Linked DNA regions of Bombyx mori: region 2 is linked to region 1. A link is a contact called in public Hi-C data. All regions are on one chromosome and are shown on one strand. Each heading gives the region's core, a stretch centred on a gene start, on an enhancer-like site or on the middle of the called end of the contact. The rest is flanking DNA. Distances are from core to core; before and after follow the strand shown.

The links. A called contact is a pair of places that touch in the nucleus more often than the background predicts.
Region 2: a contact with region 1 is called in a Hi-C map of midgut, with 2.6 times the contacts expected there. The contact joins the enhancer-like site here to the promoter of LOC101742433 in region 1. A contact is called at or near these places in 3 of 7 Hi-C or Micro-C datasets (midgut and whole pupa).

Annotation. Positions count from the first base shown.
Region 1 is chr14:6,711,540-6,715,519 of ASM3026992v2, reverse strand. It overlaps LOC101742433 (protein kinase C and casein kinase substrate in neurons protein 1), which reads right to left and starts at 1,319. Exons shown (of 12, transcript XM_004922611.5): 1 at 1,041-1,319.
Region 2 is chr14:6,808,174-6,812,473 of ASM3026992v2, reverse strand. LOC101742433 (protein kinase C and casein kinase substrate in neurons protein 1) reads right to left here. Exons shown (of 12, transcript XM_004922611.5): 8 at 4,035-4,155; 9 at 291-392. Among protein-coding and RNA genes, the nearest start is that of LOC119629458, 19 kb to the left of the region's middle. Within about 2 kb of position 1,858, at least 6 of the 8 cell types and tissues checked have open chromatin away from gene starts, as enhancers often do.

The DNA.
Region 1 (3,980 bases), core at 70-2,569:
CATTTTTTTAACTATTAAAGTTTATTTATCGACTTTATCTGGGAATCCTGAGATAACAAAAAATCTATAGTTTTTCACAGCCAAGGGCAATCATTTTTAAGTAAGCAATCAACTTAAGAGTTCTTAAGATCTTATAATTACTACTCAAAGAACACAGGTAAGTGACACTGGCCACCTGCAGTAATGTACTAGTACCAGTACATTTTCTTTAATCCTTAGGATCAGTATTCTCAACTTTTTTTATTCAACTGAATTATGTGTTGTTGTGTTGGTAGCCTGCAGATGGATAACATCATACTACCTATTTGTTCTGGGAAGAAATAATGCATTTCAGTTTACTCAGGAGAGAGTTCCTGTGTGCAATATCAATGAGACTGTAATGTTATATTTCAATATGGTTAGCACTATTCATATTCATATAATTTTGAATAAAGACCCAGATTGATTATTTAGAAATTCAATGAGTACAATTGTCTTTCCTGGTGGAAATTAATAAAGCCCATTAACATTGATATGTCTAATATTTTCCAATAAGAACTCTAGACATACACTATTATAGTTTTAGTATTAAACCTAAAGTTATTTCTGTTTAAAAATAACAATGCTTTTTTGAATATAAAAAAAAGAAAATTAAGTGCATTTGTTGTATAACTGTTAGAATATTCCACTATGGAATTTTTATTCATCAGAACTGTAATGGAATGTGAGGTAGCGAGTACGTAAATACCTCTCACTACGGTTTCTCAATTTATATCAAACTTTTCAGTGGGAAATAGAGCATGGAACATTCTTAGACATTGAGATTAGTAACTCCAGTGTTAATGTCAATAGTGTAAAATGAATTTTATTATAAAACTATGATAACATAATTTTGTTCGTGAGGCGCTAAACGTTATCAAAATTCATCGCAATCTACAGTATTTGCCGTTATCTCTGTACAGGTAGTTTTGCAGTAACGTTCAGCTTTCGTGGCATCAAATACCGGTGATTTTCGTCCGATAAAACTAATGTGACTATGAAAAAGTAGTTTATGTACTTACCGATAATTCAGAACGATCAATTAAACCCTGATCAGTAATCCAATATTTTATTTTACACCGATCCTATTACAGCGACACAACAAACATTCTACATCGAACAACACTTACAATTTAGTCACCAATAAATTCACAAATTTGAATATAATGTTTCAATGATAATTATTCAACACTTCAAAGGTAACGAATTTAACTAAATTTGTGAATTAACACAAATTTGGCAAAGCTTTATTCACTCCGCACAACTTGAAACATCGGCCATCACTGAATAAAATGTTGCCAGATTGCTATAGTCGGAAAGTCACACTTTTCTGACGTATGTTGATTTTCTTGCCAATAAAAAAGTAAAAATTGTCTTAATGTATCTTAGGTCTTAGTGGTATGATGTTAGTCTTGAATGATTACAATTTTTTGTCACTTTGGTGTCACTTAATATAGTGTGTAACGAAATTGTTTTTGAAACTGAAGTTGTTTAAACTATTTTTCTATCTTAAACAAAAAACATTTCAGTTATTAAATCAAGCATAAATTTAAATAAATGTGATTTTAAAGTAAATTTAAATTTATAAAACCCAGAATTTTATAGATGAAAGCGACAGTTGCCCCTCTCGAGACTATCATGTTCTTACGTGCGCTGATTTTCATTCAGAGTACATTTTGTACAATTCAAACCGATTGAGGGAGTGCATATAGAGTCCCTTCTTTATTTCGCCTGGTCGTGTTTTATGTAATTAACACCACAGTTGGAACAATATAAATTTTATTGTTGTAGCGGCATAAAGTAATTACATTAAATTAGTTATTTAACTCATTATAAATTATTTTTATGTTTTTCATATTTGGCGGTCAAAAGGTATGGTGGCACAGACTATATTCTGTCTCCCACATCTCGTGCGTTCCGGATTACGCATAATAAAACGCCACACCACCCCCCTACGGAGAAGGAGAATCCGCAGAAAAAGAGAAAAATTATCATAGGTCGAAAGGTTTGGAGAAGTGGACTCTGCGACCTGACCGGGTGGTATATTGAGGTGTATGTGTAGGAGTAGCAGTTAGAGGTGCCGAAGGCACGAGTGGACATGAAGGGACATTAGTAGCATCCGGTTGCGCTGGTTGAGGCACAGAAACCCGCGGTGCTGATGCTGGAACGAGATCTACTAAAGAATGCTCGACGAAAGCTGGCTTAATTCTGTCGACACTGACTGTCACCTGTTTCCCTTTTACATCAATCGACCACGTTTTTCCGTCCTCGGCTCTAGATATAACTCTATGAGGACCAGAGTAAGGTGGTTGCATTGAACGTCTAACCGAATCCTCCCTGAGCATTACATGAGAGGCGGTGGAAAGATTTTTAAATATGAAAGGTGATGGTTTAGTGTGTGAGGAACATGGAGTGGGACGCAATTTAGACATACGCTGTCTTAACTTTACGACAAAATCCGTCGGGTCCTCGAAGCCAGAAGGACCGGGAGGTACTAACAGTTCCCCTGGAAGCGTTAATGTTTCTCCGTAAAGCAATTCCGCTACTGTTGCTTGTAGATCTTCTTTAAAAGCCGAACGCATTCCTAATAAGACCAAAGGTAATGCATTCAACCACGAATCATCATAACACATCAGAGAGGCCTTTAATTGTCTATGCATGCGCTCCACGAGCCCATTGGCACAAGGGTGGTAACTAGTAGTGCGTATACGTTTAGTACCACATAAATTAGTAAGGCGTCTGAAAAGGTCCGACTCGAACTGTCGTCCCTGGTCGGTAGTGATGACAGCAGGTACTCCGAATCGAGCAATCCAACCGGCTACAAAGGTGCTCGCCACTTCTTCTGCTGTTATTCCGTGCATAGGCCAAACTTCGGGCCATCGAGTGTAGCGATCCACAGCAGTCAGGCAGTATTGGAAGTCAGAACAAGATGGAAGAGGGCCTATGATGTCAATATGGACATGCTTCAGTCGAGACGTAGGACTGGAGAAGTGTCCAAGTGGAGATTTTATATGCCGCGTCACCTTACTTCGCTGGCAAGCAACGCAGGTTTGGCACCAATAACGGCAATCTTTGGCAATGCCAGGCCACACGAAACGGTCTGAGATCAATCGAATGGTTGATCTAGTACCAGGATGGCTAAGATTATGTAGCTGAGCAAAAATCTTCTTTCGCATAGGTTCCGATACAAATGGGCGTGGTCGCCCTGTTGACATGTCGCAGACCAAAACAGTGTTTGTGCCAGGAACTACGACGTTCTCTAGTTTTAGAGAAGAATTCGCATCGTTACGATACTTTTTCAATTCGTCGTCAAGTTTTTGGCAAGCGGAGAGAGCAGAATGGTCAGTTTCAAAACTAACAGCTTCGATGCGGGACATGGCGTCCGCCACCGTATTGTCCTCCCCTTTTATATGGACAATGTCCGTGGTAAACTGCGAAATAAAAGACAGTTGATTTAACTGTACCGGAGGAAGCCTTTCGCGACGTTGCGAGAACGCATAAACTAATGGCTTATGGTCCGAATAAATCGTTACGTGCTGTGCGGCTAGGAAGTGTCGATAATGTTGCACACTCTCATATACCGCAAAAAGTTCTCGGTAGTATGCTGGCCACTGGCACTGTCGGGGATTCAGCTTTTTACTAAAGAAACCCAGGGGTTGCCAAGCATCACCGACTTTCTGTTGAAGGCAGGCACCAACGTGAGAACTGGAAGCGTCGGTGAAAAGCCCTAGTTCAGCGTTAGGCAAAGGGTGTGCCAACAGAGCTGCAGATGACAAGCTATCTTTACAGGCATTAAAGCATTCTTCGAGCTCAGGTGTCCAAGTGATCGGTGTGAGACCTTTACCTCCAGTGGCCACGATCGCGTTGACTAGCGGTGCTTGTAACTTGGCCGCATTGCGCAGAAATCGGCGATAATAATTAACCATCCCAATGAAACGACGGAGTCCTTGTACAGTCTGTGG
Region 2 (4,300 bases), core at 609-3,108, 96 kb before region 1:
TGTTAAGTAAATGCGCCACCCACCTTGAGATATAAGTTCTAATTTCTCAGTTACAACGGCTGCCCCGCCCTTCAAACCGAAACGCATTTACTGCTTCAGAAATAGGCGGGGCGGTGGTACCTACCCGTGCGGACTCACAAGAGGTCCTACCACCAGTAATCACAAGAGGTTTATACAAGAGGTGTTCACTGTTTATCAGTCAGTCGGTACATTCGATGGCAGTTAGTTAGTCGCGATTTCGTTAACATGCTTATGCGACGTGTTAGCGACGTAGCGTGTGTGAAACGTACATCCTCGCTGACTGGCCGCTGATTGAGCAACGTAATCGGTCCGGTGGGCAGGCTCTCCTTGGACTTGCCCTTGGCGATGTCCCGGAACTCCTCGGTGTACTCCTGAGTCACCGACACACCCGATCACAAGCGGTCACAGGTATTAACGAAACGAAACTTTGGACTGTTCACTCAATTTATTTAAAGTTTAGTTTCTTGCAGTACGATTCTCGTTAGTTCGTCCAAACTTTCGATTCGTTTTATGCGAACTCAACATAATGTAAAAAAAAAACAAATAAAAATAATAATAAATTAGAAACAATCCACAACACGTCCATCCAAAGCTAGTGAACGTTAATAGTGTAAGCTAAATGAAGAGAAGATTTCTAATAGGTAGAAGAATTCTAATAGGGATCTGTGACTACTAATCATGCGTAGGAACTAACATACCTAACTAAAAGGGTTGAATTTAAAATCATAAAATATTAAATTTTGTTTTAATCAAAGTAAATATTGCAATTTCGAATAATTTTCTATTTAGTAGTTTTATTCATCATTCATCACGGGATCTCTCTCCTAAGCTATCCGTCCGATAGATTTAACGACAAAAATGTAAATGAAAATTGAAAACGTAACGTCGATATGACTAAAAAAGACGAAAAGAAACCCTAACAGTAGCCCTAATTGTGTCTTCGCGTCGCGAATACCGAATGAAAAAATAAGATAACCTTTTCGCGCTCGTTGCAAGCTGATTTTAGATAATTCCAATCCAGAACTGATCTGCCATCGCATACAGGCAACGCACGTGCTTGGACCGGTACTTAATAAGCTTGAGATTTTTTCTTTACTTATTCGCTGGTAACCTAAGAAGTTATTCCAGATATGCGCGGACGGGTAAATGAGCTCACGGGCTCAACCTGAGAAAATCTTCAAACACTAGCCCCAGCAGTGCTTCGCAGAATCTACCACTCCATCGATATTGTGACCCACTGAGAAGATCCGGCGAGAATAATACAAGCAACTCCTTATTCCGAAAAAAAAATGTGCCTTCATTTTTTCTGAATTTAACGCGAGTGAATCCGCGTGTTACGTAAAGTATTATTCTAAAATACATTCAACAAATTTTATCAAAGTTCCAACTGTTTTTTGAACTATGGTTCCACAATGGCGTATTTTCAATGATCGCTATTCTATTCTATTCACCGTAAGTACTACACACAACCGCCTTACTGCCGTGGAACACCTCGGAGGAGGGGTGCTGTGATTTCGCTATGTGTTGCAACTATTGTATATAACGCGCCATCCATCCACGGTGTATACTCTTGTGCCTCCACAAAACCATTTCGTGCGTTTCCAATTCTTAACGTTCGTTTGCGAGTTTTGTGCTATTGCCTCTGACCACCGCTGTACTTACCTAGCCTCTACATTGTTCACATCAACGCACACATTAACAACAATGATCCCGTACGTTTGATTTAAGCTGGTGTGTGCGTGCGGTCGGCGGTGTCGTTTCGTACCATTAGCGGGTTGGTATAGAAGAACGCCGTGGGGCGATACGAGCCGGCTAGGGATGGAGCCACGCGGACGGCGCGCAGACAACGCGTCCACAAGTCGGACGACAGCACGCGTCCTATCGCCGCTGACGCCCGCAACGAGTACACTTCGTAAAACGAGCCTGGCGTGTCCGGTTCGTCCTTATTGCGGAATTACGTTCATGAAACTATACCTTTGGCCTCATACGAATAAGTGCCATATGTATGTACGATGCTTCGTATCTTCGTGACATTGACAGTGATTTTCTCTTTATTAATACATATAATCTTCGAATCGTATTTATAAATGTTATTTGTGTAGTTTTTTTCGTATAGTTTCGTTTTTATTTATAATCCTTTATCTAAATTAGCACTCAAAACCTTCGATAAAATTTAATTCGATTAAATGTGTTTATTAAAATTGAAATACGCCTGCACGAAATTTGAATTTCTCACGATTATTAAAACCGTAGGTATCTTAATTTATATATTATCCACTAAATTGATTATATATTCCTAATGCTTCTTTAATCGTGTTTTTAATTAAATCATTAACGGGTTTTCCTACGCGAGGTGACAGGAAACCAATTCTATCAAAATCAATGCACGAATTTGAACAATTCACCTAGATAACGACGAATGAAAATCTATCTAAATAGAAGTATCTAAAGTTTGGCGTTTGAAAGGCATGCTTTTGTAAAAAATGAATTCTTGTAGACTGTAGTTGTTAAACCAATTTTAACGGTAATATAAAGCCTTCGTCAAACAGAACGCGTACTTAGCGCCGCGTACTTAACGTCGCGCTCTTCAAATTGACTAGATGAGTCTAACGCTTCTTGACGCAACGCATTCGCTAAATCATAGTGCCTTTCGATAGCAGTGTGAAAATTTAAAAGTATTAAGAAATCGAGTGATTCAGATGTGGCATTGTATGTATATGCATGGGTATTTTCTAACTATTTATATAATTTTTTCGGGCATTATCTAGTATTTTAATACACATTCACTCGGACGCTAAAATAAAATTTGTAAAAAATTACAACGCCTTACGTCAAAGCGTCCTAACGCCGCGACATAGCGCTGCGTACTTATAGCGCTGGGGCTCCGTTTGACGGTATGTTACTATATTAGTACAACACATCTCGGCGTCGTAGCGCGGCGTCAGTTTAGCGCTCTGACGCGCGCTAATTACGCGTTCTGTTTGACGAAGGCTTTATTATACTCGTATAATCGGTTTGAGTTGTTGAGTTGTAAAATAAATATTTGTAATAAATGTTTTAAATAGAGTATTTGTATTAAGTATTTCGTATGATTGTTTTATATTTTTTTTATTCTATAATAATAGATTAATAGTACACGCGATAGGAAGTGGTGTCATGGGATTTTTTACTACTAAGTGGTTACATTCCGGATTATTCTCTAGCCCTTCTTTGAACAGTGATCTATCACTGCGTTTCGACAGTTACAAAGGGGGTTCATTTTATAGCTAGAGGAAAAAGTGATATCTGAAAACGAACCCTAGACAATCGTAGTGATTTCATACAAAAATTACGAACTACCTTCCGTTAACTGACGTGTAACTTGATGCATTGGAACTATTTATTACGTTTTTCTGTTTGAGAAATGGCGTAAATCGATTTTCTTTATTATCTCCACGATTGTGATTGTTGAAAAATGTTTTCAATTTATATGTTTGTGAAGCCAATTATAATTTGATTACCTTATTATTCAGAGCAAATTTATGAGACTAGAAATACGCTAATCTACACAACGAGAACTATCACTACCTTTAATATACCATGTTCTGTATTCAATGATAGTGTATTAATAATAGTATCTCAAATGCACTACCTAACTATAAGCATTAACAATTTAGTAAAATGCACTCGACACGGAGGAAACTAGAGCAAATCAGATCAGATCAAAGAGACACAGTTATCCAATGAGGGTAGACAAACATTTTTTAACACTAATAAACACGCTATTTATGAACCAACTTCGAGGATCAAAAAGGAGTGGCTTCTGTATTTATAAAGTATCGTTTTTTTCCCTCCATAATATTAAAATTCTCCTCTATTATTTATTTATTCTTAAATGGCTTTAATTGTTCCGAAATCCTTTAAAAATAATGTGTTATTTTTATTAGATAAAAATCTTTCTGCTGATGACTGTGTCTCAGTGCGGTTAGAGATAACTGATGCAGGCTGAGGATAGTAGCAGATGACGTCCATACCTCGAACTGCGGCCAGGCCATCGCCATATTGACCCCGTGGTTGTTGGCCCACCACTTGAGGTCCTTCTGGCTGTCTGCGTTGTTGATCGTGTGGTGGAACTCTTCGTAGATTTGCGGTAAGCTGAAAACGCATTATCATTTCTCTCTATAGTTTAATACATTTAAGTTTTGACACGTCAATTATATTGCCAGTTATCTCAGTGTACATTTTTGATATACATCTTTATTGTATAAATAGCTGTACTCTCCGTATTTATTGTCATTAT